2 separate regions of the Bombyx mori genome follow, and region 1 is linked to region 2. Evidence: chromatin contacts called from public Hi-C data. All regions are on one chromosome and are shown on one strand. Each heading gives the region's core, a stretch centred on a gene start, on an enhancer-like site or on the middle of the called end of the contact. The rest is flanking DNA. Distances are from core to core; before and after follow the strand shown.

The links. Hi-C and Micro-C count contacts between places; a contact is called where the count stands out from the background.
Region 1: a contact with region 2 is called in a Hi-C map of middle silk gland, with 2.2 times the contacts expected there. The contact joins the enhancer-like site here to the promoter of LOC101739009 in region 2. A contact is called at or near these places in 3 of 7 Hi-C or Micro-C datasets (middle silk gland, midgut and whole pupa).

The regions. Positions count from the first base shown.
Region 1 is chr24:6,753,025-6,759,021 of ASM3026992v2, reverse strand. LOC100101180 (actin-depolymerizing factor 1) reads right to left here. Exons shown (of 4, transcript NM_001099808.1): 4 at 5,972-5,997. Among protein-coding and RNA genes, the nearest start is that of LOC101740175, 11 kb to the left of the region's middle. Within about 2 kb of position 2,366, at least 1 of the 8 cell types and tissues checked has open chromatin away from gene starts, as enhancers often do.
Region 2 is chr24:6,694,063-6,699,718 of ASM3026992v2, reverse strand. It overlaps LOC101739009, which reads right to left and starts at 3,429. Exons shown (of 11, transcript XM_038019891.2): 1 at 3,282-3,429; 2 at 2,014-2,249; 3 at 1-1,265. The coding sequence starts at 3,303.

The DNA of each region.
Region 1 (5,997 bases), core at 1,117-3,616, 60 kb before region 2:
ATTAGCTCCCTTTCATCGGACCCTTTTTAATACACTGAGCTGGCCCTCCTTACTTCTATCCTCCATAGTTCTTAGTATTCCTTCGGTGTTGCCAATTAATAAACAGAAGACAATGACATCTGACGGTGGTTATCTCGATATTTAAACTATAGCTAAATATATGTGTGTGACCTTACACCTATTTTAAATAATCTGTCATTAGTAATAATTTCACCTTGTTTTTAAAACAATTTTAATGGTTTAACCTCGATTCTTTGTATTTCCTTTAATATCACGTCCAACGTCTCATTTACTATAAAATTTGTACACGTATCAAGGATCATTACAATAATATTATTTACTTTTATCTAACCAAAATAACTGAAATAAAATTTGTAGTGTTCGGTTTGCTCATAAAAGGATTCTCCTTTTGGTTTTAATTCCATTTATTTTTAATTGCATCACAGTAATGAGTAATGCAACACACATTGTTTTGATAATTTAATTATAGTTAGTTAAGTTTCGTCATCTGTCTTTTGGATTGTTTGATTTGTTTCTATTCTATTTCTATTTCGTTTATTTCAGGACAACTGACAGCATTCCACTTTTGGACCCGACTGTACAGCAGCCAAACGTAACTCCAGCACCTGCGGACACTATTAGCACAATTAGTATTTAGAAAAAAAACAATATAAAATTGGTACTAATACTGTCGCGAAACAGTGTTTCGGTGAAAAATGTTGATCTACCCAAAACACAAGTACTGGTGTTGCCAACTAACAGTTCCTGTGACGATATGAATTGAAACGATATATTATGTATTAAGAGCATTGTCGATATGTCGTATTTAGACTTTCAACGCTCAGCGAAAAAAAAAACTATGTTCATTATTCTAGTCTATATAAGAATGATTAAAATTAAAAATAAGATTTATGTGATTATTGGGGATTTTACGATATATTTTAATCGTTCGTGGTATTTAGTAAATAACTTCCTGTAATTTCTCGGAATAGGTCAACCTCCTGTAAAAGCGAATGAAATGTACCTAATTCAAAAAAGCTAAATGCAAATATAATAAGTAATCTATATATTTGATTCGAGTTGACAAATGTTTACGATTGACTTCAACGGTGAAGGAATAACATCGTGTAAAAATCATACCCGCAAAATTATAATTTGCGTAATTACTGGCGGACCTCTTGTGAGTTCGCGCGGGTAGGTACCACCACCCTGCCTATTTCTGCAGTGAAGCAGTAATGCGTTTCGGTTTGAAGGGCGGGGCAGCCGTTGTAACTATACTGAGACCTTAGAACTTATATCTCAAGGCGGGTGGCGCATTTACGTTGTAGATGTCTATGGGCTCCAGTAACCACTTGAGACCAGGTGGGCTGTGAGTTCATCTACCAATCTAAGCAATACAAAAAAAGTTTCAAAATATGATCAACTGGGAGGTTGATTTTTAAATTTTATAATAAATTGGAAAGAGCAGGCGGATAGGTCGCCTAAAATGCCTACATAACTATTGATTTATCTACGTATAGATGTTCGATATCACTGTTTGAATTTTTGAAATAATGTTTCTAATTCGTGTTTAGGTAGTAGTAGTTACTTGGAAATTATCATAATTGATAATTATGGCGCCTTGTCGACTTTGTTCTAAATTCTACTCTTTAGTGCTGTTTGAAATTTTGAATATTTTAAATCAGTTTTACTCAATAGTTCCGAAGTTGTTGACAATAAATCTTCATTATAAAATATCTATGTGAATTACAGAGACAATTCTATTTATATCGTATAAAAGTGAGTTCTATTTCGGGATAATAGTAGAGAATAATTTATTTCCGTTAATTGGAACGAATTGGAATGTGGCGAAGTGTAAAAAAATATAAATAATCATTTCTGATACCAACTAAGCTTTAAAGAAATGACAAAAGTTTTTCCTTGAATTATGTATACAGTATTCGTGACTATAAAAGCATCAAATTCAATGACCTATTAGATTGATTAGAAGAAACATTTTAGCTTTGGATATTGTAAACAAAGACAAATATAATGAATGGAATGTATCTTTATTGCTTTTTCTCTCTCTGGAAATGAATTGTGGATGAGTGGAAATTCAGATAGAATATAGTCCAAGCGCTAGAACTGGTGATACAAAACTGCGTAGGTAGGGACGTGCGAAAATTTTGTGAACATAAAAAAAATACTTATGCAATTCAACAGAAATTTTAGTTTGGAAGGTTTGGGGGAAAAAAAGAGTAAGAAAGGATCATTTATCGAGGGAGTGATGCTCCCTCGTAGATCTTCGGTTACATTATAGGATTTTAAAAAAAAAATCAGCGTAGCCTCGTAATATGGCTGTCATAAATATGGCAATGAACACAAAATAATACAGAAGGTATAAAATCGAGCCGATATACTACGGCATAACCTCTTCAAGGACATAATATGCACATCTATGTCAACGGTTTTTTTAATACTTATTTATCATCGTTGTTAATATTTTTTTTACAAAATGAATTCCTTTCGATATATAATAGAATTAACAAATCGCAATAATTACAAATATAGTTTAAAATTAATGTTTTTTTTACTTTAAAAAGTAGTAGTAGTGTTTGGCTCTGAAGAGGTTATACAGTTTAAAAGTATTACTATTAAAACTAAACCTTGAATACCTACCGAAACTAAATGTAGCCGATATCGTGAATTCTCGTCTCAAGATAAATAATACAAGCTCCACGCTCTGTTTAGACATTAGCTATCTAAGTGAAATGTGTCTTTTGGCAACTAAACTATGTCTACTAAAGTTTGTGTACTGAAACGAAAACTTTTCGAATCTTTTTTATTCTGTGCTTGATATGAAATCCAGTAGGTTATTTTTTTGTTTTTTAATATCTTTTAAAACATGTGCGTTTGTTATAGTAATCGGCAAACTTCTTGAGCAAATGACCTTGACTGCGCAGAACCGAATTTTAGGTCACTTTGGTGGTGAGGGTGAGGCGCGACGGCAGGGGAAATCGTATCGAGCGCGTTATTGGTAGATCAGTCGAACCTTGCGTCCCGCACCGCGCCCTCATTCCGCTTGCTCCCAAAAGTACGCTTGCGTACAGTGGAAAGTCTATCGTTATTAATCGTTAAGTTATTTGTTATAATTGCTTGTGGACTTTGTTGCCATTGCTATTTGTTGAGTGTTTGTTGATTTTTTATAAAACATACACTATGCCGTGACAAACTGGTGTAGTACTTAAAAGAAAGGGTAGAAAATTTGTGTACGACGTATATTGCTTCATTATAAAACAGGGGAAGAATGATATGGAAAAATTAAAACAGACTTCGGAAGCAACAAAAACATCAGTGAGTACTGTTAGGTGCATTATTAACGAAGCTAAAGGCTCTGGCTTGCTCGCAGTGTTTCGGACTCCGGGTAAGAAAAGATCAGGGAAGAAGAAAGTTACCGGAATGGATAGTTTCGTTCAATCTGTAATAAAAAGATGTAATCATAATAACTACATAACAAGCAGCGAAACTCCGTACCGTAGAAAGGCTTCGAAGAATTTAAAGAAGATATAAATTTTAATGGCTCGGAATGAAGCTTACGACGAATTATGAAAGAGCTAGGCTTCAGATGGAAAAAAAGAACAGAAAATAATCGGAAGCTGGTAAATGAAAAAAGTACACATTCGATTACTACGAATTGAATATCTTCAAAAAATAATTAATTATAGACAAAAAAGAAGACCGAATCGACAGAGTTGTAAACTACGCCGATGAGCCCTATGTCGACTCATCACGATGATAGCGACTCGGGTGATGAAAACAGTGATGATGATGATGGTCAAGATTATGATAACGAAAAAAAAATTACAAATACCAGCTTCGCTTTAACTGAACCAAGACCTGGCAACAGCTCTAGTTTTGATTTAATAGAAGGAATATCTATTTTACCCCAAGATTAAATTATTACAATTATTAACCTATATGTTTTGTTGATGTTCTAATAAATATATAAATAAATACATATGTTGATTTTAATAATTTAATAGCATTATGACGCAGAGTAAGTAATGTTTTTGCACGTGAGTGTACCATGCGCAAACTTACCCCCACTACGTCAACAAATGCTCAAGAAGTTTGCCGGTTATTATATCAGTTGTATGTTTTTTTACATTTATTCACCGATTTTTCCGTCACTTGTGGGTATCCCATGTAAAGTATATTGTGGAAGTGAAATTACAAATCATTTATATGTATTTACTATTGAAGTAGTTTTTATCTATAATCATTTTGTTCCAGTTTACGAGCAATTAAGATGATAGTTTAGTTTTATTTAACATTTAAAGATTCTTTTTGTATTTTTGTTACCTACTTGTGTGATCTCAAAAATGTGGTATTATAATAACTAATGTTTTTTAGGTTATTATTGTAAGTACAAACAAAAATTAGTTTTTAATCAAACGAAACTTGCGTTTTACATAATACCTACTAACAAAGCAACATTCTATGTGATTATTAAGAATTTTAGCAAAACTATTGCTGCGAATTTTAATAAACGTTTTGAAAACTTCAGTTTTATTTATGTCATTACCTACACTGTTAGAGTCCATTAGGGCAGGCAAGATTAACCAAAATAACCAATGCTATTAATTCATGAACTTTATTTTTATGTTGTTCTAACGAAGCTTACGGAGAATACCTACTATGTTGTAGGCAGCGGCCAGGCTGTCCGCGGCATTGCAGGGGTCCATGGGCGACGGTAACCACTCTCCGTCAGGTGGGCCGTATGCTCGTTTGTATACAAGGACGATAAAAACAACGATACACTGATAATATATATCAATCCAATAATAACCTAGATACTAGGATGAGCATCATTTTAGCCAAACCCAATCGTTTTTACACGCTTTCTATTATTAGCTTCACTTGTATGCATGTATGTTTGTAACTGACTCCTTTAGGTGCGATTTTGACCCACTTTAAACGGCCAGATTTCATTCATATTTTGTAGATTTATCGAGGACCGATGACAATTCAATATTAAAAAAAAATTTGAAATTCAACTAAAAAATGAAAAATAAATAATAGTTTAAAAAAATGGTGCATGGTGTGGTGTTATTAGTTATATTTTTCTGAGAGATATGAGTACAAGAATTATTATTGAAATAATATATTAAAAAGCACCCCACTCTTTTTTTACAATAAAAAAAATTTTTTTTTACAGTATTTTCGATTTAAATTTATTAATTTATTATATCATTGGGTTCAAATTCACGTCCCATTTGTTACAAGAGTTACAGACATCATGTGTATGTCGCCACCGACCTTGGCATAAGAAGTGGAAGACTCCGTCGCATTAAGGTCTGCCCCAAACCTTCAAACTGGGTCGCAAGACTGTTTTGTGGCAGAAATAGGCCATTACGATAGGCTTTTCACATTTACATGGACTAGTGGTCCCGCAGTAGTCGAAATTCTACTATAATTAATTGAAATTATAAGTTTGAACATTATTATGGTTCTATTGTCAAAGACTATTTATTATACTTCTGTAATCACAGATTTCGCCAAGACTACACTTTTGACAAATATTAACAAAGACAAACAATATTTAATCTATTCTCAATTTGACCATAGACATTATGCAATAAGAAAAGTTTGACAATAAACACATAGTATGCATATTACATGCGTGTTGTGTCAAATACATTGTAGTGTGTGTAATGTTTTCTTTATTGATTTAATGTATCTTTTACGCATTATTTATAAAAAATATTAGCATTGTGCACTTCTTCTCTATATTCTCTATAAATGTGGAAAATTTCATACTCCACCGTCCGTGCAATTTTCGTAAAAAGGGATACAAAGTTTTTGCTACACGTATTAATATATAGATGGTCAGTGTATATTAATCCTAACAGTCGATAACAGGTAACGCGACTGCATGAGATAGGGCAACTTTTTTAAATTAAACAAAGAGATAAATAAATAAAACGACCAATAATCACTTATATCGAGTGTATTTCT
Region 2 (5,656 bases), core at 2,180-4,679:
TGCAGTAGCTCCAAGACTTCCTTATTTTGTCTGAACATCAGCTCTGAAGTGTATTTCCCATAACTTTCAACACACTCCTCGGGAAAAATATCGTTTCCGTTTATAATTTTCTTCATTAGATTCTCACAATCTGTTCCATTTTCTAAGCAGGCTGTGACGCTTTGTTTTAACTCAAATTGTTCAGTGTTGCTATCCTCCAAATTATTTTTGATATACGGTAGGATTTGACTCAAAAACGGTATGCCACGGCTCAATTTAAAAAGCATCTCCATTAAGCAACTCAACATATCAACGTAACATTTGTAAGCATTATGTTTTTTAGCTGTCATGATCGGTGGTAAAATTACAGTCAGCTTTTGCTCAATCAACGTGGGATCCAATTTTAAGGCAGTCTTTATTATATTCATGGTTGCTTTATCTGGTTTACCATCTAATTTCAACTGCCCCATCATAACCGCTTGAAGGAAAGACATGAAGTTCTTCTTAATTTCAACTTTGCTAATTTTTTCACCGAATGTGTCAGTCAAACGAATACTTATGTCTACTTCGTTTAGTAGTAATATCTCCAAGATGTTCAAGAAGAGGTTTCTTCTGATCTTTTCAGCGTTCCCTTCAAATTTTACTATTTCCAAACTCATAGCTGGTTTTATGAAATCTTGAGGCATACCCAAGAAATTTACTATCATAATGCAAAAAGCAAACACAACTTGGCTCTCACTATGAAAGCAGCTGATGAAAATTTCAATAAAGTCCCTTATGAACTTATGATCTTTCTCACCTTTAGTAACATCAAATAAAGCACTCATAATTTTCAATACAGATTGAATATTATCACCTTTTTCCAGCATTAATTCATTGATGTTGTCCTTTCTGATCAAAGTTTGTAAGTAGCTGATGTAGCATGATTTTCTAGTAATTGGAAACATTACGTTCTGGCACAGTTCAATAATGTCGCTAGAGCATTCCGTACCTAGGAAACTGAAGAGGGTCTCCAAATGATCTTCCGATATAAATTTTATGATAAATTCTAATTTTTTTTTGCATTCCTTGTAATATTTTATTATATTACTTATTAATTGTTTTACGAATGTAACATTTAATTGTTCCTCATGTTTCAAACATAGCAGCACGGTAATTGATATTTTTAAATATTCATCAATGTGTTGATTTAACTGTGGAGTAATTCTTGTGTTCCCTAAGAATTGCAGGATGAAGGGTATGTCATTGTTTCCAATCGGATTACTTTGTATGTATTGTGAGAGAATCTGAAAATTACATACAAAATTGATTTATTTACATGAATAATTTGTTAGATTAACTTTAGTCTATGTTAGAAGCGGTTGTATTTATTCCTTAATGACAAGGTATCAAAAGGTGGAATTTAACTGAATATGCAATTTCGAAAAGGGCACATGTCTGAAAAAGTAATGTTCAGGAAATGAAAAAAAACTGATTATTTTCTAAAGCAGTGTCAAATTTAAAATATTAACTTTTAGATATATTTTAGTGTTAATTAGCAATTGAAAATTATTGGAATTATTATAAAATGGGTGTAGGTAAGTCTGAAAACTACATGTATATGAATAAACGTATTTGACAAAATATGCGACATGTGCCCTTTTCGATTGGTGTCACATAAAACCAGTGACTGGTAGTAAATTAATGCGTTATTTCATTGGTATTGAGTTTGAAAGGCTATTTAGTTTAAGCGACACTTTGCTTAATACGCAACATTCACCTTAGTAATGAAACATGAATTTTATTTTATATTATTATCAACAGTTAGATATTTTTAATTGAACTTCAGTTAAGTTTACTCAATTCAAACAACTAAAGAAGTTTTTTTGTGTTGTTATTTTTTTTCGAAATTTTAAATTTTAAGTGTCTCTCCTGTAATGTTACACAAACGTCGGATAAACCAAACAGCGTTTTACCCCTCGATATAAAAATAATTACTATGACAATTAGCCTCTTAAAATAGCTACTCTTAAATCTTTTAATATTCCATCATACCTGTATTAAAATACTCTTCATTTCACTTGTCAAATGATCAGAAACATTGACCCATTCTAAAACGTTACGTAGCTCATCTCTCGGTAGTTCATTTTTAACTGTTAAGGTATGTAGCCAAGTTCCTACAACTCTTTCTTTCGGCGCTGACGGGAAGTGATGGGATTGAATCAGATTTTTGGCTAAGCAAATTCGTTTGGGTAATGGGGTTGCACTGTTGTCCAGGTGACGTTTTAATTCTGGAAGTTTTAACGATAATGTTAATTATTAATATTTATTTATGTGTAGACAAGCAAAACTATAATTATTAATACATTGTTCATGTTTGTATATTTATGTATGTACATGTATCTATAATATATAAATCTACAGTGATTTTTACGGATGTTCGGTTATAACTACTGAGCCATGCATTTGATTGACTTGAATCTTGGTATTCATGTAGAAAATACATTACTTAATGGATAGGCTAATATTTATATGAGTGTTGGACTCCCTAATAATAATGACAATAAATAATAATGTTAATTTTAAATGCCCAGCGAAGCGGGCGAGTACGGCTAGTACTATATGTGTGTGTATATATCTCTAAATTAAATAATATTAATTAAGTATATATTAAATCGATAGGTACAGCATGTGAAATTCATTTCCAAATGATTCTTGTCCACCTGATAGATGTTTGGAAGATATCGCTTTTAGCGATAAGACCGCCAATAATCCTTCTTTTGTATTTAATGTTTCGCATTGTTTATTCATTTTGTGTACTATAAAAAATACTATCTCTCTCAATAGTTAAACTTTTTAGTAATGTTTTGAGTATTTGTGTGATCTGAATCAGTGTGAAATCAATTTATGTACGTATTGTGATCATAGATCTCCTCATTGTAAAAAAGCCTAAATCGGTATGGACTATTTATTTACTGTAGGCAGATTTTTTTTTAATGGATATCCTCATCAGCCTGTATCTCTCTACTGGTGGATGTACACTTCTCCCATAGCTCGCCGCAATGAACGGTTCTCCGGCGGAATTAATAAATTACATCCATTACACATAGTTATACATTAGGTTGAATGATTTCCATGATTTTGTCTTGGTTTTTAGTTTGGATTGGATATAGGATTTACTATACGAAATTCATTTTATTTACAGCAACGAACACATGTTATTTATCTCATCAAATAATTTTGTTTTCGGATATTATTATCAAGTTTATATACAGTTTAGGTTATGTTTGTTTTTCGATAATATATCTTTTAATATAACATACCGTTTAATGGATTTAATGACATGTTGTTGGTTGTGCTTTGTTTAATTTATTTGCACGAAAAAAAGCACAAATTATTTATAAAAATAAAGTTCTGTGACACATGTGGATGTTTTCAATCTTAATAACATTTTTACAACGGTGTGATGAAGGTATCACATACCATACAGCCTAATCTGTTATATGAAAATAATATGAAAGCAATTGGAATGAAATGAGATGGGTTGTAACAAATTCTCAGTAAAGTGGTGGCTATCTATTGAGATTTGGTGGAAATATGAGGGTAGAATTTTATTTTGTTAATGTAATGTTTCTGTAGGTTTAAAAGTGTAACATCGGTGGTTTATTAATCAGTAAACAAGAGAACCGCAATTTAAATATTCTGTAGCAAAATTTCTAACCTTTTAAGGGCTAAAATGGATTAGCTTAGATGAATAGCTTTTTTTAATACAGTTTTCTAAGTGTACGTAGTTTAACATTTATGCTATATTTAGGCATTAAAGATATTTTAACTTTTTACCTATAAATTTATTTGCGTAGAACAAAATTCGTGGTGGCAAAGCGGATTTTCCTTTTGGGTATGTAGGGACACAGGCTATTATGTAAACAAAATTGTGCGTAGTCATAACATGTGGCTGCGCCCGCAAGATCCGTTGCTTTTTACTTTTTAAAGCAGTCGCGAATAAACGCTCGGACTAACCAGTTGTGTTATTTAATGATTATAATTATCTCACCTCCGATAGCGCTCTGAACCATTATTGACCACTACCAAAACAGCTCCTAAAGGTACTTGCGTCTTTAGTCATTTCTGTACTTAACACGGTAGCCCTCCTCCCCTTATCGTAGGTGTAGGACGATGTGCCTTTTTTTATGGCATTGATGGGTGGACGAGTACATAGCCTGTTAGTGGCTAATCACACGGTTAAGTGATTACCGCTACAACGTAAATACCGCCACCTTGAGATATGAGTTCTAAGGTCTCAGTATAGTTAAAACGGCTGCCCCACCCTTCAAACCGAAACGCATTACTGCTTCACGGCAGAAATAGGTAGGGTTGTGGTACCTATTCGTGCGGACTCACAAGAGCTCCTACCACATAACTCATAATCACACATACCACATAACACGCCAAACAGCAGAAACGAATATCAAAAGACCTAGTGATATCGAGAACGCTCGAGAAGTGTAACGCCATCTATTGTTCAATAACGGAAACACATATTGAAACGACTAGTCCTACCGGGAATATTCTCGATAGTTGTAGACTTGTCGTGTCGACTATAAAAGTGCCAGTGGCAGTGAGTATTCGGATCACCTGAAGCGAAGCGAAAGAAGTGAATTACGAATTGTAAACTGTTCCTTACTTAAGTGTTAAATAGAGTTTTAATTTGTACTTCGTTGAAAGTTTTATTTATCCCAAGCCCTAGCGCGTAACAATATTAAAGATTTTTTTTATTGCCTTTGTAGGCTAACGAGCATACGGCCCCCTGATGGTAAGTGGTTACCGTCGCCCATAGACTTCAGCAATACCAGGCGCAGAGCCAAGCCGCTGCCTACCGTCACGTATCCACAAGCCTCGTTTGAAGTCGTCGTGGCTTGAAAGATAAGACGCCTGGTATACTCGTGTCAAGAGATGTGACTACGCCCACGCTGAAGTCCCGCAGACAAGTAAAAAATGTGTCTATTGAAATAAGTATATAGCGTGATTTCTTAGCGCCTTAGGCTAACAGTGAATCACTCCTCCTTGCCTCGATAATCCTCAATGCTGGAGTTCGTGGCCTTCCTTAATAAATTTCTTTACGATAATTCTGCGCCAGTCCTGCCTTGCGCGGATGACATCGTGGACTTAGATGTTGAGTAGAGCGTATCTAGTTCGACCAGTGCTTTGGACTCTACCTCTGGGTATTCTTCTACCTTGCCTGTTATCAGCAATTTTTCTAAATTGTCACCTTTCTTTCTCGAAATGCGTCCTGAATCAGTGAATAGGTAGGAAAATATAATATGAAATTTTACACATTTTTTTTTATCTTACCTATTCTGATAGCCTTGAGAGGCTATTTCAGCTTCACCCTAACATGTAGGTGAGCTCACGGGGCTCAAACCGGAACTGTTGCTAACACTGGCCCTAGCAAGAGCAGTGCTTCGCAGAATCTACCGCCGGATCCGAAACGCGGCCCACTGAGAAGATCCGGCGAGAAACTCAGTGAGTTGTTTTTATGGGCTAGTTCGCACATCGGAGTCGACGAGTTCGACGAGGACGGTGACTGGTGCTTGAAGAGCTTAAAAGCACTGAAAGTGGGTCCAGGGAGTCCGACAAGAAATGTTTTGGGCGACGATGGCTTTGCTAAGCCTCTTCGCCAGGGTTATATGTAGTTAGC